Regions from separate parts of the Mus musculus genome. Here all the other regions are linked to region 2. The links are chromatin contacts, called in public Hi-C and HiChIP or PLAC-seq maps. All regions are on one chromosome and are shown on one strand. Each heading gives the region's core, a stretch centred on a gene start, on an enhancer-like site or on the middle of the called end of the contact. The rest is flanking DNA. Distances are from core to core; before and after follow the strand shown.

Region 1 (5,610 bases), core at 3,054-5,553, 480 kb after region 2:
CCAGATTAATAAAGTGATATGTTAATACGTATAATCAGTTGAACAAAATAGCCAGACACAAAAAAGGGCACATTTTTTTTATTCCAAGTGTATCAAGTCTTTGAACAGACAAAATTAGTCTATAGTTGTGTAAATAAGGAGAGTGGTTCCTGTGGTAGTAGTGTGGGGTACAGAGCAGACTGAGTACAAAAATATGATGAAACTTTCGGGGTGGTAATAATATGCCACACTATGATAGAGTTGTGCAAGCCTGAAGATGGATATATTTGGCAAAACTAATCAAGCTGTTCTCTTAAGTTAGTACATTTAATTGTATGCCTATTATTCTCAATAAAGTTGGCAAAATTGAAGTTATGTAAAACAAGACAATCTTTAATTATGTATTTAACTGTATGTATGTTATTTAACCTAAAAGTTGTTAAATCATAAAAGATATGAAAATCAAGGCTGTCTTTTAATTACTTCTGAAATTCCCAAGACTCTGATTGGCATCAAGACAAACATGAATCTTAAAATTCATCCAGGGAGTTTTTTCTTCTCATATTGTGTGCATTATCACTCCAACAAAGAGTCCATTTCCTTTGTTCACTACATACTGCATTATCTGTATTCACTACATGATATACTATATAAGATACGGAGCCTCAAAGAATGTATATCCTTTCTGAGGAAACATATGTGAAAGATGAATCTCAACATAATGCTACAAGGTTAAAGCGTTAGAATGGGGCAAGATGCTGGACAGAAGGAAGGCAATCCTACTGGAGAAGTCAGAAAAAGCTTGCCAAAGCATCTTGTGATTAAGATCTTGAAATGAGTAACAGTTTCTTTGGTTAAGAAGTTAAAGGGCAATTGCTGCTCTTTAGACAACCTGGGTTCAATTCCCAGCATCTATATCAGGTGGCCCACGGTTGCTTGCAACACCTTCTTCCAGTGCATCCAACATTCTTTCCTGTGTATGGAAAACCTTTGACCACAGAAAATGACAAAGCTTTCAAAAACAGGAAAGTTTTGAGTTGGCTAGACAGTGGCGTGGGTGAGGAAGAGGAAGGGAGATAGCGCTAAACTTGAAGGATCTTGATAATCAGCTTGTAGTAAACCATATCCTTTTCCAGCATTTAAAAGATGATGTTATGTATGGCTCAATTTTACATTATTTCCCTGATTGCTGTGCACCTCGGCTTTTATTTATTTATTCTGCCTCCATTTCTAGCTTTTCGAAACAGTGTGTGAAACTGTCCCTGGGAAATTTTTATTTTTAGGTATAAAGATAATGTAAAAAAGAAACTATTTTAAAAGTGTCTGCATTAATGCACTCAAATATTGGCGTGAGCCCCTTTGTTTACTTGTTTAAAATGTATGATGCATCTAAAGATGTGGGAAGGTAATGTGACAAGATAAGCATGACACTAGCTAATCTACCTATGTTATTACAGCCTTCTATATGTAACATATGTAAATAGAGATAATATGGAAACTTGAAATAGGAGAGCAGAATTAAAGCTAGACAGTGAGGCTTTGGAATAATTCATAGAAGACCACACACACACACACACACACACACACACACACACACACACTCCTCTGAGCTTGTTTGAGCCTGTGATAACCTTTGGATGGTATCCCTCCCAGGGGAGATAAAGAAATCCTCCAGCCAAAGCACACTGGAAACACTGACGACTGTTAGTGTGCACTAACTATTGGGTTATTTTCTGGTTGCAGCTAAAGTTCTGGAGTCAGGAGGAGTAGCAGAGGCCAGATGTTGAGCATCAAAAGCCAGATATTTCAAGATGAGGGGGGGGGGAGGGGAAGGGATGGAGGAGGAAGAGAGAGGTTTTTCTTTTTAGTTTGTTGTTGTTGTTTTTAAAAAGTATTCCAAGCACTAAAAAGGCTAAATATTGTGGCTTGCTAGTTACTGCATTCAATGTTTAATTCTAACTTGCTCTTTTCTCTGTATCTTATGTAAGCCTCGAAATAACATGACCAGGCGATTTAATACACCGTGAAGCTAAAGCTTTTTCTGAAGCTCTTCTTCGGAGATAAACTGGGTTTTTGAGGGAAGTTGTCCCCACCGGATTCCTACCAGGAAGCAGGGGACTTCCATTTAACATCTGTGGTCTCAGGGCCCTCCATATTGCCTAATTTACTGTCATAGGCCATTCAGTGCTCTCCCATCAGCCATTTAGTTTAAGGGTGTTAGGTTTGACAGGGAACATTGCTTGATAATGTAACAAAGGGGCAGAGATCCGTACCTGGTTGTGGAAGGAAAGAGACTGTCTGTTTTGCCAGAGGCACATGAAACAGGTGTGCAGGATTTAGTGGAGGGACAGAGTAGAGCCTTATGAAATAGCACTCCAGCACCTGCATCCCTGAAAGTGAACATCACATTCAGGGTTCCTAAAGCCTGCACTGTTTCTGAGTGGGTAGAAGAAAAGTTACTAAATGTATTTGTTGTCTCAGGTTATGATGGCACTGTTACCGTTCATGGTTGTTCTAGCCACAGTTCTTTTGGTTGCAACGGTCAGAATGCCATATGAGCTTGCACAGAACTTAGAAGATCAGATGTTAGGAGAAAAAGCTAAAGCAAGCTTTACATCAGATGGAAATGGGATGAAAGGCTGCTTTCTAGCCCTGTTTTTCCAGTGTTACCTAGCACAAGGCTCTGCTCTTCTCTTTGAATACACAGGCTTCCCGGGCTTGCATGCAATCATCTGAGACCCTTCGCAGCCTTTCACACAATCTGATTTCTTCCCTGACTTGTACACAAACTCAGATCATCCCCAGGTTTGCCTACAATCTCAAGTCACTGCTGCTCCATTTTGTCTTCCCCCCGCCCCCTACAGACTCAGTCTCCCAAGGTTCCATATTGCCTGTGGAATAATCTAGTTGGTCACACTTATTTATGTTTTGGTCAGGATCTTTGTGGTGTCATAGCTCCCTCATCCATATGTGAAATGGTACCTTGTGAGTGTCTGATGCTGATCACATGGTATATGGTTCATGGCACATGGACTCTGGACAGGAAAAGGCAACAGTGCATTTGTCTGATGATGTGACACTAACTGCTGATATTAAATTTGCACACTCCCACTTTCACTAGAAAACATTGAGTCTCTTCTCTTGCACTTCTAGGTAAATTGGTAGATTTTGAAGAATCTATCAGCAGTAGAAATATCTATTTTCTTTGTGGTTTGTCCTGGCCACATCACCTTGCTTTCCTTCCAGTAAGTTCATTCAGTGTTTGTTATAGGACAGCTTTATCTTCTGATTGGCCTGTGTTTTCAACACCCTTCCTTAGACTAATAAACAGGACCTTCCCACTTTTACACTTCAAAGGCTCTGGCAATGTAATTCCTTTATTCTTCCTTGGTTGTATTTCAGAATCACTGTCCTCAATCCTACCATACTCCACTGTTACTTTTCAGGGTTTGTTACTGTAAGATCATTTCCTTACTGTTTAGCCTCTCTCCATCTCAGTTTACAGAGCATCCCTAAGCTAATTAGCAGACTATTTTGTTGAAAAGTTGAGGTCCCATATTGTATATAAATGAACGCTTGGCATAAATCATTTTCTATGAGCTAGATTTAAAGAGGGGGGCTTTATTATCTTGAAACCCTTCTTTTCCAGTACAGGTTCCAGAATATATTCTATGTAGCACAAGGAATTGGCTACATAAATGCTATTCTCCAATGATTCACAGAGTGGATAAAAATCAGCTTCACTCTTGTTTCTTCCTGTAGGTACTTTAGCAAATGGAGCAAATAGCGCCAGAGAAAAGTTGTCACTTTCACTGATTCATCAGCACTTTCCTGGAAATCACAGTACCTGAGTCATGTGCATTTGGCACTTCAGAGAGGGGGCTTGGGGTAAGGGGGTAAAGGAAGAGGAGGGGGGGAGGAGGAAGGGGAGGAGGAGGGGGAGGGTGAGGATGAAGAGTAGAAGGGGAGGAGGAGGAAGAGGGGGAGAAGGGAGCTGGAGGAGGAGGGGGAGGAGGAGTAGGATGAAGAGGAGGAGGGGGAGGAGGGAGAGGAAGAGAGAGAGGAAAGAGAGAGAGAGAGAGAGAGAGAGAGAGAGAGAGAGAGAGAGATGGGGTGGGGAGCTCTTTGCAACTTCCATACAAATCAGGGGCACAGGCAAGGTCACACAGAAGGGAATTTCAGAATGCTGGAAAGATGTTCTACCGAATGCAGTAAGCAATAACAGCATCCTACACAGGTTCTCCAGCATCCCAGGCTGCTCCGCTCAAGCCTACAGCAGCTTCAGGTCCACTGGGAAATGTGTATTATGCCTGGGTTAATTTGCTGATTAATCTCTAGTCAGTGGTTTGTGCTTTCCCCAGATGGCCAATTAAAATTTACAACTGGCAGAACAGTGTCCTGTTGGCAGGCTGCTGAGGGCTGAAGCTGGAGGCAGTGACAGAAGGCATGGGTTCTGCCTTGTTTTCCCCTCCCCTCTCCTTTATTTCTCTCTCTTGCTCTTTTTAAAGCTGCTGGATTTATTCGGAGGAAAGTGTAAGCCGGGCTCGTGCAGTAAGTGTGAGATGCGTGGTGTAGTTTACAACTCGCTGCTATTTACTCTCTAGGACTCTCAGGGCCCCTCCAGTATTCCAGGCATCAACGGTTTTACCCACAGCAAATATAGCTGACAAAATCAGCCAGGGGGCACAACTGATTTAACGGCTTCTGAAATGTAATGGCCTTTTTTTTTTTTTTTCTTCCTGATTTGCAGTCCCCATAGATTGATGGTCTAATATCATTCACTTCCTCACAAATATATAAAACATTTACAGTTGTTTGCGTAAATCAAAGGCAAAATGCTGTGTGTAAAGCAGATAATAAGTAATGCTGTGATATATATAAAAGATAACATACTTTTACTGCAGTAGCCCCCGAATTAACTGTTAGGCTTTGCTCAGCATTCTATACAAATGGCATTGTATACACATCCGAATAAAACATACAGCAGGGAATTTAATTAGAGAAATGCAATTTGAAATAATTCTTTATTTTATAGTGAAATATTTACCATGCGTTTCAAATATGCACAATTCATCTGAATTGGTAATTCTGAAGGAAATTTTTAATCAAGTTCCACTGATCCTTAAATAAGCCAAGCACAGCAGTGATGTTTGGTACTGAGACAGTTTGTTGTTTTCACTAACTGTTGAGAGCCGTGACAAAAACCAAAGAAAATAAACATTCTTCGATGGTAGAAAGATGACTTTAATTGAATATTGTCTATTGACACTGAAAAATAAGAGGTTCACATGCACATCTCAAATTAAATTGATAGGAAGAGAAAAGTCATTCTGTAGAATTATCATTGTATGAAATGTATAGAATTTGCACTCTGTTTTTCATGAGTAGCATGTTTTAAAATTTGTTTAGTAGACAGGAATCGTTTTCATCAGACCTTAAGAATGGACGTAGAAATCACAAGTGGCCTTCTGTGAGCCTTTCAACTATCCTACATACTACAGCAAAGATGTAATTATTAAATTTCTTCTTATCAAAATGAAATTTACAAATCTTTATGAGGGTGTCCTAGTTAGGTTTCTACTGCCGTGATAAAGACCATGACAGATAGCAAACTTGGGGAAGAAAGGATTT
Region 2 (5,560 bases), core at 357-2,856:
GCTTCCTCTTAATATCTCTCTTAGAGTCCAGTGGACTTTTCTCTTAGAAGGAGAAAGAAAGTTAAAAGAACTCGAGAGTAAACCGTGAAAAAAAAAATACAGATCCAACCCTTAGGAAACGTTAGCAAGGCCTGGACAACCAAACAGCCAATGTGGGAGCAAGTGTGTAGCTTTAGTAATTGCTTTTGGTTCAACACAGGATCTTAAGGGACAAGCGAATTGGTGTTCCTCCAGAGAACTGGATTTTCAACATCTTTAATGGCCCAGAGGTGATGAGAGAGATCTCTACTTTACCAGGAGTATCTTGGGTCAACTGCAGAGGGAAAGAAATATTACGCATATGATATTGGCACCAAAGTTAGAAGCACTTCTCAGCACAGCAAACTGGACACCTTCTCCACAATGCTTTCCACAGGCTGCCTACTTGCTGGGACAAGGCATTCTTGTGTCCTAGCTATTTTTTTTTTCAGATGTTCCCACTTGCAAGGCATTCTAGAGCATAGACGATCTTGTTGATAAAGTAAAGAAACCTGAACACCCTCTCCTTTGCTCCCTCCCCTCTCCGCCCCCCCCCCCACTTCTTCCACAATCTTGCTTTGCTTCAAGGAGCGGAGAAGGTTAACAAGACAAACCAGAGGACTTTTGCTTTATCTCCCCACCCCCATCCGCCGCCGCCCTTGAAAATATGTCTGTTCTGGATATTAACCCGTGGCTATGTCACAGTTTCATAACCGTATTCTTTACCTCACGCACACACTGACACACTATCCAAGGACAACATATATCAAAACCAGTCATTTCAGGCAACTTCGCTACAGGACCCTCTACCGACACTACCCTTACTCGACGATATCCGGGAAACCTCCACCAGCGGGCGAGCCGAGCGACACTGTTCCCAAGCAACACGTAAACTTTCTCTCCCGGACTGTTTCCCACATGTTCGCGAGATGGAGCCTCCTCAAGCCACAATCAATTTCACACCAAGAGCAAACTTTGCGCACATCTCCACCGGCAAGTCCGCTTCTCCTAAAACTGTGGGAGTCCCCTTGCCACATCCACCAATGAGAAGCCTGGAAACCTCTGCCGGCAGCCAACTCCCCCCCCTTTACGCTAGCACCGGAGTTCCAGCAGAGGCTCGGCGGAGCTGCGCGCGCCCACTCGCCATCCCCCTTCCCCAGCCCCTTCGCGCTCCGCGGCTCGGGCGACCACTTGCAGAGAACCCGTTCCCTGGTACGCGGAGACCGGGAGGACGCGTGACCGCGGGCGGCCCCGCCGCAGCTACTCACTTGTCCGCTCTCTTCATTCATTCAACTCCGCCGAAGTGCAGTTCCCTCCGGGAGCAGAGGAGCCCGGGTCCGCGGGAGCGCTGCGGAAGCGGGGCGCGGAGAGCCACACGCAGCCAGCCCGGCCGCAGGAGAGGGAGGCAGCCAGCGGGGCCGGAGAGAGGGACGCGGAGCTGTGCGGAGCCGCGGGGCGGACTGGCCCTGGCCGCCAATGTGCCTTTGTTTATGTGGCTCGAGCTGCTGCTGCCAACATGCACCTAAAGTCTGCGCGCGTCAGCCCGCGTCAGCGGCCCGCGGTCCAATCGCCGAGCCGCCGCGCTCCCCGGACTCCTGGCCCGCGCTCGCTTTGGTATATTTCCGACCTGACGTCACGACTGGGGCTGATTTTAAGGTGGGAACGGTTCACCTTGGTAGCCCACTTGGGTGGATTTTTTTTTTTTCCGAAAGAAGTGTGACTTCTGCAACCCAGGTCCGTGAAGTCCGTGGTGATGCTACGCTCCACCTGCCCCTCCCCCGCCCCAGACCTTGCGTCCTCACACGTGGGGAGGGTGCAACAAAAGCTTGAACGGAAAAGAACACTCGCGTGGGCCAGGTAGCTAGCACCTGGGCCGAGAGGGCAGAGGTGTGCCTTGCAGCTCCCCAACATACCCTCCTCACACCCTTTAGCAGAAGTGGAGACAGTTGTCCCGTGGCTCGTAACTCTCCAAAGACTTGGGCGTTAGATGGGATTCCCCTAGTCCGTGCATCCCCCTTCTCCCTTTTTAAAAACCCACTCTTCCTCCCGCTTCGAAGGATGAGAGGTCAGGCCCTTTCCCCTTCTTTACAGAAACTAAAAAGACGTACTATCTAAAGCAATGTGGGAGGAAGGAGGGTAGACAGTGAGCCAAGTCTTAGAGGACCCCACAAGTAGGAGTGAACTGTTGCCAGCTTTCTCTCGCAGACAATACATTAAAGGATCCGGCAACAGGTGCGCCTCCAGCCCAGAGGTGATCTGAACCATCGCCCCCAAGCCCCTCGGTCAACTCTTGACAGAGTTGACATTTCGCTGTGCCCACCAAGCCCTTCAGTCCCTTTCACAGGTTTCTGAAACGCAGGGGCTGTCGTGCCTGCAACCAAGAAGAAAGCATGGAGGGAGAAGCAGCAAGGGGAGTGGAGCTCGAGGCGGGGTGGGTCTCGCCCAAAACGGAGAGTATGTGCCCATTGCCCCAGCCCAGGGTCCGGGTGAACTGTGGGAGCGTGCCCTACCCCCGCGTTCCTCTCAATCGCCTCCAGCTCCGCTCTGCAAGACAATCCGCTCCCCCTCCTCCCAAGCGCGTGGATCTTTCTAGCAAAGGAATCGCAGATCCTCCAGAGGGCTAACCCTACTCCCAGTACCCCCGTGAAGCTGGCCAGACAGGCCTCTTCGGGTTTCTCTCAAGACCAGGAAGGGACTGAGGCCAAGGGAGAGCGACTTTGTAGGGTCCCCTTCTTCTCCCAGGACAGCGCTCCTCCTCCCCTTCTCCCGAGCGTTGGCTCGCTCCCAAGCTACCCGGGCGAGCGGTGTGTGTGTGTGTGTGTGTGTGTGTGTGTGTGTGTGTGTGTGTGTGTGCGCGTGCGTGTGTGTGTGTGTGTGTGTGTGTGTGTGTGTGCAATATACACCTCGGCCCCCTCTCGGTGATCCTAACACCCCGGGAGAACACCGCGGAACTCTCGGGGTTGTGGGGTTGCTCATTCCTAGCCTGCACCTCCGCCTTTGCCAGCTCCAAGCTGAGCGAGCCTGTGGCTGCAGAGGCGTTGCCATCGGGTGCCCTGCGGCTGCCCAGACAAGCCGCGGGCTCCACTGTGCATCGGCCTCCGGGAAACCTACGTGACCACCTTAAGTTTCCCCCAGATGTTGCGGCTGCCTCTCCAGCTGCTGCCGCTACGGCTCAGCGGTGCCCTAATGGGCGCGAGGAAAAAAAAAAAAAAAAAAATCCAGGAAGTGGGGGTGCAAGAGGGGGGCAGGGTGAAGAACAACTTATTAGTGTGAGCTCGGCAGCGTCAGCGCCCCGTGGGCAGGAGCGATTCCACGCGAACGAAAGGGAAAAAGTGAGAGTTTGGAGAGCAATGGAGAAGGAAGGGGTGGGGGTGGCGGTGACGCAGGGGCGCAGGCATTGACGCACCGGCCAGGCTGGGCCCAAAATAGAAGCAACTCCAGCTCACAGGCGCCCTCCCGGGTTCCCTTCCCCTTCCGTGAGGGAGCAGGGTGCGGTCACCAGGAGCTTTCCTTGATCCTCGCGGTGGGCCAGGTTCCCGGCAGCTATCTTCAGACAGTCGGAAACCCAAGCTTAGCGACACTGGGGTGGAAGTTATTATTTTTTAATACAGTTCCAGGAGAGCGGGTATCAGGAGTTTAAGGTCGTAGCCACAGACCTCCCTACACAAAAGCGGCTAAGTAGATATGTTGCCCTCTGCAAGCTTCTCTCCCCGAGTCATTAAAAACACATTCAGTTTAGGTTGAGTTGAGTCTGGGGACATTTTAAAAATGCTCTCCTAGAGTGAGGAAAGAGGGCCTGGAGTTCTTATACTGAACACCAAGGAGCAAGCACAGTAACGAGGGTTTTTCTTTAGCAACCTCCAGTGCTTGGTTTCCTGATAAGAAAAGCCTTTGCTCAAGGCTTGTTATACCCAAGATCAAAAGGCAGAGGTCTTAGCAGTTTACTACAATAGTAAGTGAGAATAGGGTAATTATAATATGTAAATGAGAGGAAGTGAAGACTTTTTTTCATCCAAGTGTGAGTTTTCCCTCTTTTCAAATTTGCGTTCAGCTTCCCTGGATGTTACTACGACTGAGGAAAGATTCATAAACTCATTTAAAGTAATTCTTGGCTGGGACTATTCTACGGTTGGAGTCTGGCATGTGCTCTAGGTGCACACATCGGAAAGTTTAAAAGGGCCATGATCAAAACCTCAGTCCGCTGTCCCGTTCCCCCGCCCCCCCCCCCCCCCCACACACACACACACTTGATTGGAAGGGACGAAGCTGCAGGAGCAAAGACAAGGTCTGCAATTGACTGATCTTGTCAGTAGGGGGCCTGACTCCACAATGTTCAAGAGACAATCTCCCACACAAACACACAAGCACGCGTGCTTCACACACACACACACACACACACACACACACACACTTAGCTATTTACTACTTAGGCTAACTAAGCCTCGGGAGAAAAGTCTGCAGGCCCAAATGTTCATATTGTGTTGGAATTCATAAACAACGACAACTCTTTTATTTTTTCTATATTCTCCAAAAGGGAAACAGTTTAACACATGGAATTAGGTTTACAATGGATTTTCTTTATTTCCTCCTGCCCGTGTTTAACTCACTGTTAGGTCACAGAGGGAAAAAAACCAAAATGGTAATAAAATCTCTCATTTTATCTCAAAGCAGTTCAAATTGGCATATAGTTTGGAAAAATGAAAGCATGTTTTAAAATCCTATGATTACATGTTTAAATAAATTATAGTTGAGAAGAGAATTCCTGTGGGTATATTTGCTAGTACATAAGAGAATGCTTTTGTGCATAGAGGTTTAATTACACATATAATGGAATCAAAATGTAGAATTGAACAACCTTTCAGAAAATGTTAAAACGATGCTTTAGGCTAAAAGAAACTGAAATTCTACATTTATATGGCTGCAACTCTTCTGCATTCTTACACATAAATATTTCAAATAAAGTATTTTATAACTCAATTAAAATGACAATAGTGTTTTTTTCAGGGTTCAGAGTCTGTTAGAACTTTAAATTATTGCCACGTTTAAATGTGTAAAGTTTCCCCATTAATAAAGGTCTATTTTCTTAATAATTTAAAATAATGGAAGCAAAGAATTAATGCTATGCATAGTAGGTCCCCCTTGTGTAAATTATGTTATTGCTATTAATAAATATAATGATGAGACCTTAAAAAACATTGATGAAGGTAATGCTGTTATATTACTTTTCATGATACTAGCACATACTAAGCCATACATATCTGCTTGTACATAAAAATATATTTCCATTAAAAATCAGTATAAGTGAAAATAAACTCACATCTAAACCTATGTATTTTATTTTTTGCATGGCTAAGCAGATTATACTTAATAAAACTGAGCTCTTGGTATAATTTAGAGAGCAAACATAAGTGTAATCCCATCGGATTTTCTATTTTAATGCATGGGGGAGAGGCCTCTGGGGGGTTGATTTCAGAATTCTCCCCAAATGAATTCAGAGGTCTCACAATGCAAATACAATGAAATGGACATACCTGTTATGCCG
Region 3 (6,015 bases), core at 1,022-3,521, 340 kb after region 2:
ATAACTTCTGTTAGTTTTACCATGTCTCTGTTTAGTTTCTGTTTCCATGATCTGTCCATTGATGAGAGTGGGCTTTTGAAGTCTCCCACTATTATTGTGTGAGGTACAATGTGTTCTTTGAGGATAGTAAAGTTTCTTTTATGATTGTAGGTGCCCTTGATTTGAAGCATAGATGTTCAGAATTGAGAATTATTCTTTGTAGATTTTTCCTTTGATGAGTGTGAAGTGTCCTTCCTTATTGTTTTTGATAACTTTAGGTAGAAAGTTGATTTTATTTGATATTGGAATGGCTATTCCAGCTTGTTTCTTGGTACCATTTGCTTGGAAAATTGTTTTTCCAGCCTTTTACTCTGAAATAGTGTCCGTCTTTGTCACTGAAGTGGGTTTCCTGTATGCAGCAAAATGTTGGGTCTTGTTTACTTCTCCGTTGTGTTAGTCTGTGTCTTTTGGTGAATTGAATCCATTCATGTTAAGAGATATTAGGGAAAAGTGATTGTTAATTCCTGTTATTTTTGTTGTTAGAGGTGGAATTCTGTTCATGTGGCTATCTTCTTTTAGGTTTGTTGAAAGATTACTTTCTTGCATTTTCTAGGGTGTAGTTCCCCTACTTTTATTTGGAGTTTCCCATTTATTATCCTTTGAAGGGCATGGATTCATGGAAAGACATCGTGTGAGTTTGGTTTTGTCATGGAATATCTTGCTTTCTTCATCTGTGGCAATTGAGAGTTTTCAGGGTATAGTAGCTTGGGCTGGCATTTGTGTTCTCTTAGAGACTGTATGACTTCTGTCCAGGATCTTCTTGCTTTAATAGTCTCTGGTGAGAACTCTCGTGTAATTCTGATAGGTCTGCCTTTATATGTTACTTGACCTTTTTCTGTTACTGCTTTTAGTATTCTTTCTTTGTTTAGTCCATTTTTTTTGTTTTGATTCTTATGTGATGGGAGAAATTTCTTTTCTGTTACAGTATATTTGGAGTTCTGTAGGATTCTTGTATGTTCCTGGGCATCTCTCTCTTTAGGTTACGGAAGCTTTCTTCTAAAATTTTGTTGAAGATATTTACTGGCACTTTAAGTTGGTAATATTTGCTCTCTTCTGTTCCAATTATCCTTGGGTTTGGTCTTCTCATTGTGTTCTGGATTTCCTGGATGTGGTTAGGACCTTTTTTCTTTTTGCATTTTCTTTGATTGTTATGTCGATGTTTTCTATGGTATCTTTTGCACCTGAGTTTCTCTCTTCTCTTTTATTCTCTTGGTTATGCTTGAATCTATGACTCCTGATCTCTTTCCTAGGTTTTCTATTTCCAGTGTTGTCTCCCTTTCTGATTTCTTTATTATTTCTACTTCCATTTTTAGATCCTGGATGGTTTTGTTCAATTCCTTTGTCTTTTTGTTTTGTTTTCCTCTAATTCTATAAGGGATTTTTGTGTTTCCTCTTTAAGGGCTTCTACCTATTTACTTGTGTTCTCCTGTATTTCTTCAAGGGAGTTATTTATGACCTTCTTGAAGTCTTCTATCTGCAACATGAGATGTGATTTTAAATACAAATGTTGCTTTTCTAGTATGTTGGGTTATGCAGGACTTGCTGTTATGGGAGAACTGGATTCTGATGATGCCATGTAACCTTGTTTTCTGTTGGTAAGTTTCTTGCACTTGCTTTTCAACAACTGGTTATCTCTGGTGTTAGCTGGTCTTGCTGTCTGTGGCTAGAGTTTGTCCCTCCTGTGGGCCTGTAAGCCTGTGTCAACACCCCTGGGAGGACAGCTATCCCCTGGCAGGACTTGTACACAGAGGGCTGTGGAACGGCCCCAGATTCCAGGTGCAGATGGTGACCTGAACAACTCTGTCCCAGCTGCTCTGCAGTTCCTGTGCCCTGTGCACTCCTGGTCAGACCCACCTTGGACAGTCACCAGAGAGATAATGGCGATCTCACCTCCAAGCCCAGGAGTCAGAGCACTCCCAGGAGACCAGCTCTCCCCTGGCAGGACCTGTGCACAGAGGACTGTGGAACAGTCCTAGCTTCTGGGTACCAAATTTTAGCCTTCTTATCTCTTCACCAGAGGCATGTCAACACCTATAGTATATGTTCACAAATGTGTGGTTCACTTGTCTATCTGCCGTCAGGGCTTCAGATTTGGGTTAAAAGGGCTTATATCTGAATATGATGTTTTCACTTAGAGTTGACTGGTGACTTTGTTAGTTTGTTTTTGCTAGATGCAAGAGTGTGGTATACATAGGGACATTTAGTGGTGCCTCATACTACTTGGAAGGCTGAGCCAGAGGATAGAGCTTAAAGTCAGCCTGAGTATATAATGAGAGCCTAACTCAGAAAAAAACCAAAACCAAAACCAAAACCAAAACCAAAACCAAAACCAAAACCAAAACCAAAACCAAAACCAAAACCAAAATAAAGCAAGAAAAAAACCAATGTGATTTAATGGCTATAAAGCCAAGCAATGCCACATCAAGTCAATGAAAAGCATTAACTCGCTTTGATTATTTGAACATATTTCTTGCTGAGCTAGAATTGATTCTTTTTCTTTTTTTAAAGTCTTGCCTGATAGAAATTGGATTGAAATATAGAGTCATAGCGATGATTCCACAGGCAGGCATTTGCCTTATTTTCAAGGAAAAGCCAACACTTCTTGGAAGACTTTGTGTAATTGCTCCCAATCAGGGCTGCTGTCTTCTTCCCCCGCTCCTGTTTTCTTCCTTTGCTGAGAAATCTCTGTGAAAAATAAGCGCAGATGAGAGGACACAATGACATCTGCCTTCCTGCCTGTGGTTCCATAAGCAATACTTCTGTGGGATGCAGTTGTCCTGGTACTGGTAGGCAGGGAAATCCATTTCTCATTATTGAAAATAGCTTTTTTTCCTTTATTGAAAATGACATTTGTGCGTCACAGGAAAGTAGAAGCCTGGAATGAAGAAAGTGTCGGGATAAATTTAGCTTTTGTCTCTCTTCTGATCTCAATTTGGATATGGTTTCCAAGATGATCACTGTTCAACCCTCAGGACCAAAGAGATTTCAAAAGGGGTGGGAGAAGGCACAGGTGCGAGGCTCAGTGGGCAATCAGGTACAGTTCAGTCAAGGACTGGCTTTGTCTGCCACACCAGGAGGGCCATTCATTCCCTCCCTATCTTGCTCACCCCGGGTTTTCTGGCCAAGCTGTGTGATAAATAATAAGATCAAGATACTGGACACCAACATTTTGGCCACAATTCAACCTGATAAATTGTTACTCTTTGTGTGCCGTTTCTTGCCATCCTGCCTTTTTGAGAACTTTTCTTCTGCTTTTTTATTTTTTTGGCAGTTATTACACATAGAAAACCAAAATCAACTTGGATTTTAATAGACTATGCATATGTGTATGAGTGTATACATGTGTATGTACACATATGTTTATATACACATGCAAACATGTATTTACACATATATTTACATATATGTATTTGTATATATATATGTATATGTACATATATATATACACACACACACACAAATGGATTATTGACATATGTGCCTGGAAATTGAAGAGAAGCAACGTTTCAGAGCTCTGAAACACACAATGTGTGAGCCAGTGTAAAAGCAAGTTCAGTGAAATGAGGGTCTCAATTTATATTTGTGTGTTCCTCTATTATGAAGAAAGTGAAATGACTGGTAATGCTGGCTCTAGGGAGCCAGGAAGGATGTTTTGTGTCAGGGCTGAAGATCTGTCTTGGTCATAGTTCTATTACTGTGAAAAGACATCATGACCAAGGCAACCCTTAATAATGAATCGGGAGCTTGCTTATAGTTTCAGAAGGTAAGGTTCATTTTCATCATGTTGGGAATCATGGCAGCAACAGATAGTTCTGAGCTTTATATATAGATAGCTGAGAGCTTTATATCCTGATCCTCAGGCAGGAGAGTTCCTGGAGCAACACACCCCCTCCAAGAATACCACACTTCCTCCAACAAGGACACACTTCTTAAACTTTCCAAGCAGTTTACCAACTGGGGACTAAGTCTGTAAATACATGAGTCTCTGGGGAGATGCTTATTCAAACCATCACAGGATGCATTTGTGGAGCAATGGCGAGACAGTGGGTGAATGGTTAGCAAAAGTAGTCATTTATACAGCTTATGATCACAGAGTCCACATGTTTGTCATACAGCTGTACTTCTATAGAATCCCATTGTTTTAATGGTCATTCTGGAGATGAGGCTAGTGTTCATTATTTTAGCAACTGTATTTGCATGCAATTGCTGCAACACTGAGGATCATAGGTGATTCTAAAAGAGCAGATTTGCTTAATATCTGTCAACTTACAGGACTTCATCGGAACCTCCTTCTGTCAACAGGAACCTTTATGAAATGTGTTTTGTATGTGTAATTTAAATATAGCATCTTGGAATTCACCAAATAGCAATGGAATGAGCAGAGGCATCATTCTAATGAAAAGAACAGTTGCCCTATGAGGAGGAATGTTCTAGAGACTTGATAATCATTTTTATGTGGTTCCTGCAGGTAATGCTTTTAATTTGACACCCTGCTAAGGCATAAAGGATATTCAGTTTTCCAGTGGAAAGCCTGGGGTTTGGGGAAGGTAAATGACCAAGCCTGCAGAATAAGTATGCAAACAGGTTCTAGACTATAGCAATTTCTCACAATCTCAGCTTGACCCCTTGAAAGATGCAAATGGACACCCCTTCTTAACTAATAACTATTAACTTCATATACAGTGTTTCCTTTAAAATCCATAACTATTTAACAAGTATAAAGTTATTCTCATGGTACAGATTAAACAAAACAAAACAAAACAAAATGCTGTCAGCTGAAGAGATGGCTGAGCAGTTCAGGACACACAGTGTTCTTGTGTACTACCTGACTTTCATTCCTAGCACCCACATGGTGCCTCACACTGTCTGTAACTGCAGTCCTAGGAAGTATGGTGTCCTCTTTTGGCCTCTGACATCACCAAGTACGCATGTAGTGCATAGAAACACATGCAACTAAAGCATCCATACACATAAAATCACACACACACACACACACACACACACACACACACACACACACACACACACTATTCTTTACTAACAAGGAAAAGGCCACACTGAGATACAATGAAGAACCAGGACAAAAATGTCAGATGTGGTGACAGCAGCTGTGGGCAGAGTTTATCCATCTGAATTAAACAGCTTGCCCTGTGGCACATGGCCATAGCTGGGGTTACTCCTGCTGCCTGTGCCTTGGCTCTTGCTGGGCTGTCTCTGGCACCTCTACCCACAGTTCCACTAGCCTTTGGCCCTAGTAACCTCCTGGAGCGCAGACTAAGCCAAGAGCCACTTCCACTTTCTCAGTACCAACTCTCATTTGAACTCTATTTCCACCTTGGCAAGCTTTGTGACGGACCAGGCAGGACCAAAGTTAGAGTTGTGGTGATTTGGGAACATCCATTGAAGCTGTAAGCCCTGGAAGTACAACCAGATACTTAGCACCGATGCGCTCTTGGGAAGGGTGAGGTCACTCTTGGGGAGACAGTCTGGGACCCTGCTGCAACCCAGATGGTATCAAGGTCAGATCACTCTGTTTGTGCTTAACTGAGCCAGATCTAAATTCTTCTTGTCCACAGTCCTACTGCTCAAGGTTGTGGTTTTTATTACTGTTTATTTAAAACACTAAGCCAAACCAGTCTATCCAGTTTTGCCCTTTGAAGCTCACACTGACGAGCATTCATAGAATTCCTTGTCATAATCCAGCATGAAGTGTAGTAACATACATGTATAATCCATGAGCTGAGTAAGCCTCACAGAGGTAGTTTTTGCTTTTCTCTGTTTTAGTTGCTTTGGGTTATTTAGATAGGACCTCACTGTGTGCTCAGGCTGGCCTGTTTCTCCTCATCCTCCTGTCTTAGTCTCCTGAGTTCTGGAGTATAGTAGGCCTGCACTACCATGTCAATTGCATAATGTTCTTTAAAGAAAATAGAGCAATCTAAATTGACGATCATTTTGGATCCTTTATCTTTCACGTTT
Region 4 (6,345 bases), core at 682-3,181, 290 kb after region 2:
CTATATTTATGATGTGACATTATATAAGGCACTTTCAATAGAAGCAGAAAAAAGTATTTCAAGAGCAAAAGGGAATTACATAATTTCTCTTTTTCAAAAAGGATCACAAGTATTTCAAATTATTATGGTATTTTTATTACATTAAACACACTCAAAGAATTGTGCAACATTTTATTTCTATACTATCAATATTTATAACATGCCAGAAATAGCATCTTTTGCAATTAATCATATGGAACTATATTATATATCATAAATGTTCTATGATGTGTATAATTAAATAACATTAATTTGGCAATACCAGAGGAAAATATTTGAAAGCTTCTGTTCTAAAGGATAGTGGTTTTTTTTAAAACAATTAATCATTTCTCTTAATATTAAAATGCATTTGCTCTAGTTAGGTGATAGTACCTGCCCATAGTCCCAGGAGATGTGAGGAGCAGGAGTTTAAGGCCAGCCTTATGGTTGGCATCCAGCCTGGGTAAAAAGTGACCTTATCTCAAAGTAAAAGACAAATACCAAAAACAAAAGCAAAATCCTACCTGATCTGACTGTATATTGAGCAACCTCATAATAAATTAGGACAAGCTCCTATCCTGGAACATTCTAGGTTGTCCACACAGATTAGAATCTGTCCTAAAGGATCTTAGAGAATACTATATCAACCACTTGGAGGAAATGGCTTCCTTTTCCTATTTGTAGTAGTTTCAGAAGGACATAATATATGACATTATTTCTAATTACAGGTGTACCCTGCTTACTCCCTCTGGTTCTCGGGAGCTGATTGGTAGTTTCCTGCTGTCACTTTTACATTCAAGTGACAGCGTGGTTCAATTCATCAGTCATGATAGTACCTCCTTTTGGGGCCTGATAGGCAGTACCATGGACAGGAAGCAATGCCTCCTGGAATAAGGCCGTAAATTAGAAAACGGAACTTCCCAAATCTCACTATTGGGAAAAAGAAGTCCCGACCAACCCACTGTTCCTCGTCCTATCCTGTCAACTTGTGGAAATAAATGAACAGTTATGGATGTTTGCAGAGGAGAAAATCCATCAATGACATATGTAAACAATAATTGGTGTGTGTTTGTGTGCATTTATACATATACATATAATTGCCTCAGCCATTTCAGACAATGGATTTGATTATAATTAGCACTTCAGAAGATGAACTGGCATTCACATTGTTGGAAAGAAATGTTATAAAATAAGTAGATAGTCTCAGGGGACCAACAATTGTTGAAGCTCTGAGACAAACTTGTGTCTCATCATAAGTGTTAGAGTCAGTTCCCTGGATTAATGTGTCCCACAAAGCTGGGGACCTACCTGTAGCCCTGAAAGAAGAACAGAATGTACTTTTTGTTATGGAAATGTGAGACAAGATGGAATGGGCTGAAAATGGGGCTGGAGAGATGCCTCAGTGGTTAAGAGCACTTTCTGCTCTTCCAGAGGACCCAGGTTCAGTTCCCAGACACACATGGAGTTCACAATTGCCTGTCACTCCAGTTCCAGGAGTATGGAACCTTCACACAGACATACTTTCAGTCAAAACACCAATGAACATAAAATAATAATAATAATAATAATAAAATAATCTAAAAATGGATATCAAATATGAATATATATGTGTATATACATATACATGTAAATACACATACATGTACTTATATGTATATATGTATGTTACATATACATATTACATATGTGTATTACAGATGAAAAAAAGAAAAGTGGATGTTTTTAAATACATTAGAATAAACAAAGGACCCCCACTGATCCGGGTTCACAGATTAGCTCTCTGAAAGATATGACACAGAGAAACAGAAAGTGAAACAATAAAAACACATGTATTTGTGCTAATGCCATCGCTGTAGCAGAGCCACATTCACAACCAGCCTCAAATCTGTCTTTGAACATGAGCAACTGTGGTTGGTGCCCTAGGGAGAGGAGAAGGACTGACTGTGAGTGAGTGCACTCACTTTTTCTCTCAGCATCTCTGTATCTGAGTGCTAGATCCTGGCAACATGATTCAGCTACAGTTAAGAAAACTCTGTTGAAATCCTAAGAGTGACATCATAAGACTGCCTTCATACCCTGGTGACAGGCAGTATGCTAACTTGGTGTGTAGGTGGAAGCGACTACCAGACACACGGTGAAGTTGACAGAATGCAAATCAGCTCATTCCTTATTACCATCATCACTTGGCTATGGAAGAAGGTTCCTGCTCAGACTTTGGGTGTAAATGGCAGCCTTAACTGTGCTCCCTCATGCCTTGGGTGCATGGGAAGTGACTCTATTCCTCAAGTTTTTGGGTCCTTTATCTGGCATAGTAGGAGACCAGGCTAATCGCAGGGTGACAAGCATTTAGCACATAGTCCTGTTCACCAAACCCCTAACTATTGGCACCCACCATCATTCTCTTTTTGCTCAAAACTCATATTCTGCCGATCAAAGTTGACATCCTAGAGAAAAGTATTCGTCATTACAGGTTACTTAGAGAGGCATCACAGTTGTAGAAAGCGTGCAGAACTTAGAGTCAGTCAAACTTGGCTTTAAGGTGTTTACTGCAATTTACTGAGTTATGCAATCTTAGGCAAGTGGATTAATCTCTCTGAGAATTAGTTCTTCTGTCTACAAGCTGGAGGATAGTGTTTTCTTTACCTCCTGAAATTGCTGTAGGAAGATGAGGGGCAAGCAGCTAGCTCCTAAGCTGGCATGCAGTCAACCTTGGCTACTCTTTTTTCCTTCGGCTTGTATATCTTGAAAACTGTGTCATCTTAATCTGAGAGCAAATGGTAAGTATGACCTTAATTTGGATATGATTCACTGTGTCTCCTCCAAAATTCAGGTGCTGCCAATGTGACAGCATGAGAGGATAGCATCTATGACCTGATTAGGCCACATGAATGAAAGTGGAACATTTTCAAGAGAGGCTTCAGGTGACACTGAGCTATCGGCTAGCTTCCCTTTTGCTCTTTCTTGACGGTATGGCTGAGAGCATTAGCCAGGCTAAATGCTGGCACCTTGATTGTGGAATCCCAGGCCAGTAGAACTACGAAAAATAAAAGCTTGTGCTTTAACATTTACCTGCTCTCTCATGTTTTGTAACAGCAACACGAAGGGACTAAGGCCATGACCTATTTTTGTGGTTGTTTACTGCTCTGTTTCCCAAACCAAAGATCCTGTCATCTTCTAAGATCTATTTTTCAGTGCTCTGGCCAATATGACTCCACTTCTCATGTGTGCACTCAGCTTTGGAGGCGGAGTCTCCATGTTCAATACGGGAGCTGGACAGGGGTGGGCTCAGCCTGAAGTGTGTGGTGTTTCTCATGAACTAAGATGTGGACAATGTGGCTCTGCTCTCCACATCCATGGAGGCCAGTGGCCATGTAAGCACGACTGTGTGGTTTGTGTGGTGTAATGTGATTTGTTAGAGTGTGAGTGGTTTATAACCATCATTTGCGAGTAAATTACTTAACCGTATTCTTCTTTATGACTAGCTGAAGAAACTAACTTGATGGTATACTATAATTTATTCCTGTGAATGAGTGAGTGACCTTCACATTTCAGTCCATCTCCTCTGAGTTATGACCTGGTTTTTTCACTCAGAGAAATGGCCTATGTTTTAGCACTGTCCACTATTTTCCACATGCTGTCTCACTAATTGTGTACATAAATATAGCCAGCCTTCTAAGATGGTGATGAAAATTCTATTAACATACTAAATATCAAAATCACTCTGCTTGGTGCATTTTTCTTCTAAAGGTCTGTGAGTACCATGAACAGCAATGAACTCACTTTCTTCCTGGTTTGATAGTCCCCTTGGGTAGACTGAATCATAGTACTCCCATTTTACAGATGGGCAAGCAAAGGCTCATAAAGAAATACACAGCTTTGGACTGGGGAGATAACTCAATTGGTAAAATGCTTGCTTTGTAAGTATGAAGAACTGAGTTCTGTCCCCCCAGTCCTCAAATCAAAAAAACAAAACAAAACAAATAAACAAACAAACAAAAAAACAAAAAAACAAGCAAACAATTTGGAAATAGTGCAGCCTACTTCTAATGCTGGTGCTGAAAAAACAGATAGGTGGATCCCTAAGGCTTGCTGGACAGCCAGTCTAGACTACATGGAAAGTGTCTTAGTTAGGATTCTACTGCTATGAACAGACACCATGACCAAGGCAACTTTTATAAGGACAGCATTTAATTGGGGCTGGCTTACAGGTTCAGAGGTTCAGTCCATGATCAGGGCTGGAGTATGGCGGTGTCTAGGCAGGCATGGTGCAGGAGATGCTGTGAGTTCTACATCTTCATCTGAAGGCTGCTAGTGGAAGCCTGGCTCTCCCATGGTGAGGAGGAGGGTCTCATTGCCCATCCCCACAGTGACTCACTTCCTCCTTCAAGACCACACCTAATTGCCATGCCCTAGACCAAGTATATTCAAACCACCAGAGGAAGTCTAGGCCAATGAAAAACCCTGTTTCAAAAAGCATACAGACAGTTGAGGTTCTCCTACCTAGACCCCCACCCCCCACTCACCCTCATATTTGGTAATATGTGCAATCCTGCACAAAAACACTTTTAGCTCACAGTCTGAAGTTAGAGTCTATCATTGTGGGGTTGTCCCAGCCACAGCAATCTTCACAGTGAAGAAGCAGAGAGGGATGGGAGTTTGCGCTCAGCTCACTTTTTCCTTTTTGTAAGCCCAGGATTTCATCCCAGGGAGTGACCCTCACTGCCCACAGTGGACAGGTGTTCCTGAAACTGTTAATCTAATCAAGGTAAACTTCCATAGGTATGTCCAGAAAGCCCACTCCCAGGTGACGCATGACCTCAGTTTGACAGTAGAGATGAACCATGCAAGCAGAGTCTGAGATCATTGTTAACACTCCACTCTCTCACCCTCAATTTTAATTGCCTTATGGGAAACTCAGCAGTAAGTAATTTCACTGTTTTAGTGAGGTCCCGCATCATCTCTGCATAGTTCAAGTTGTGAGAACTGTCACTGTCCTGTATGCAGCTCAAGAGAGTCTGACAACAGGTAAGCAGGCCTGGGGGGTCGGGGTGGGAGGGCCAGGGAGGGATGTGGATGGCAAGATGCCAGGTGGGCTCTTCCCATTCTTTCTTTCCCTGTCCTGATAATCTCCTTTTAACTTCAAGAGCTTAAACATGATTTCATTTAGGGCATCCGGAGGATTAAACAATTACTTCCTGAAGGCCCAGACTAGTTCAGTATCATCTCTTCCCAGTTTCTAAAGGTTGTGACAGACAGGCTTAGTGATATTTGAGTTGTTCTCTTCAAGTTAACAGATGGGTGAGTAATTTAGGCCCTGGTGTGATGAACTTGAGGCTGTTTTCCTGTCCCCAGGTTACAGACATTCACCAGTGACAACTGCTATCTCTCAGAATAGTATTGAGGCATCAAGTAGCTAGTGAGTTCTTGGAGTCAACAGTGAGTATATGTGTTGGTCGCAGTGCATACTAGTGAGGAGAGCACTTTGCTAAAGAAACCACAGAAGTTCCTTTGGGTCCACAAGGGTCACGCCCACCAAGGAAATCATTCAGAGGTTTAGAAACATTAAAAATCAAAATTGGTACGAAAAGGATTTTGTATGTGAAAGCATGATACAAAGTATGTCTCACAAATTTCAAATGCAAGTGATTTAAACATCTTCCTAGAAGGGAGTCAACCTCTCAGATGAAGGAAGCAGAGAACTTGAACAGTCATCAGGATTCTAGAAAGTTACTCCTTGGGAATTTTTCTGATCCATGCTGTAGTGCTGTGTTGGTGGGTAAGTTCCTAATGTGGAAGTCTTTCCCATTCTGCGAGGGGTTCAATTTCCTAGTGTTGAGGTCTTGCTAACTCTGAAAGAGGTGCTTTATCTTCCTTGAATATGTATTTTCCTAAGAATATTTGCCACAACTCATTCAACCAATTCTCTTACTTCCTTACCACACTTTCCTTCCTTTCTTTCTTGGGGGAGTCAGCATGAAAGCCATGTTGAACACTGAGTGGTTTTCAAATGACTGTACAGGTTTTTAAATAGGTGGAAATCTGTTGTGGCTTGCCCTAGGTGCTGTTTGTATTTTGATGCTAATTCTGCTTCCTAAAGAGAGGCTGCTCCCCTTCGCACCCCAAGATTTTATCACAAACTCAGGTAATTCCACATGAACTGTCTCCCCATTTTAACTAGCAAAATAAAGGCTAGAACCTGTGATTGGGTAGTGGAAGGGAAAGGTGGGGCTGTAAGTTTTAGAGAAGGAAAGAGGGGAGGGAGGAAGCAGAAATGGTGGAGGGAGAGAACTGACTTTCAAAAACTGTTCTCTGATTTTGTGACACACA

The links. A called contact is a pair of places that touch in the nucleus more often than the background predicts. HiChIP or PLAC-seq counts read pairs in DNA pulled down with a chosen protein or histone mark.
Region 1: a contact with region 2 is called in an H3K4me3 HiChIP or PLAC-seq map of embryonic forebrain, with 4 times the contacts expected there. The contact joins the enhancer-like site here to the promoter of Nr4a2 in region 2. A contact is called at or near these places in 4 of 39 promoter capture datasets (the HPC-7 cell line, embryonic stem cells and hippocampal neurons), 1 of 484 Hi-C or Micro-C datasets (neural progenitor cells), 8 of 115 datasets of contacts at active chromatin or transcription factors (astrocytes, bone marrow-derived macrophages, embryonic forebrain and 5 more) and 1 of 9 other capture datasets (embryonic stem cells).
Region 3: a contact with region 2 is called in a Hi-C map of ventral hippocampal neurons, with 1.8 times the contacts expected there. The contact joins the enhancer-like site here to the promoter of Nr4a2 in region 2. A contact is called at or near these places in 1 of 39 promoter capture datasets (hippocampal neurons), 1 of 15 datasets of contacts at CTCF or cohesin (the NIH/3T3 cell line), 2 of 484 Hi-C or Micro-C datasets (cortical neurons and ventral hippocampal neurons), 1 of 115 datasets of contacts at active chromatin or transcription factors (stem cell-derived neural progenitor cells) and 3 of 9 other capture datasets (liver, macrophages and pancreatic islet).
Region 4: a contact with region 2 is called in a Hi-C map of Th1 cells, with 4 times the contacts expected there. The contact joins the enhancer-like site here to the promoter of Nr4a2 in region 2. A contact is called at or near these places in 2 of 39 promoter capture datasets (the 3T3-L1 cell line and trophoblast stem cells), 1 of 484 Hi-C or Micro-C datasets (Th1 cells), 12 of 115 datasets of contacts at active chromatin or transcription factors (the 230-238 cell line, bone marrow-derived macrophages, embryonic midbrain and 4 more) and 1 of 9 other capture datasets (liver).

The regions. Positions count from the first base shown.
Region 1 is chr2:57,593,573-57,599,182 of GRCm38.p6, forward strand. No RefSeq gene overlaps it. Among named protein-coding and RNA genes, the nearest start is that of Gm25388, 57 kb to the right of the region's middle. Within about 2 kb of position 4,304, at least 16 of the 459 cell types and tissues checked have an H3K27ac peak or open chromatin away from gene starts, as enhancers often do. A contact at or near this core is called in embryonic forebrain and hippocampal neurons, where this site is marked.
Region 2 is chr2:57,113,432-57,118,991 of GRCm38.p6, forward strand. It overlaps Nr4a2 (nuclear receptor subfamily 4, group A, member 2), which reads right to left and starts at 1,607. Exons shown (of 8, transcript NM_013613.2): 1 at 1,287-1,607.
Region 3 is chr2:57,448,835-57,454,849 of GRCm38.p6, forward strand. No RefSeq gene overlaps it. Among named protein-coding and RNA genes, the nearest start is that of Gm25388, 200 kb to the right of the region's middle. Within about 2 kb of position 2,272, at least 9 of the 459 cell types and tissues checked have an H3K27ac peak or open chromatin away from gene starts, as enhancers often do. A contact at or near this core is called in hippocampal neurons and ventral hippocampal neurons, where this site is marked.
Region 4 is chr2:57,405,745-57,412,089 of GRCm38.p6, forward strand. No RefSeq gene overlaps it. Among named protein-coding and RNA genes, the nearest start is that of Gpd2, 170 kb to the left of the region's middle. Within about 2 kb of position 1,932, at least 29 of the 459 cell types and tissues checked have an H3K27ac peak or open chromatin away from gene starts, as enhancers often do. A contact at or near this core is called in Th1 cells and memory CD8 T cells, where this site is marked.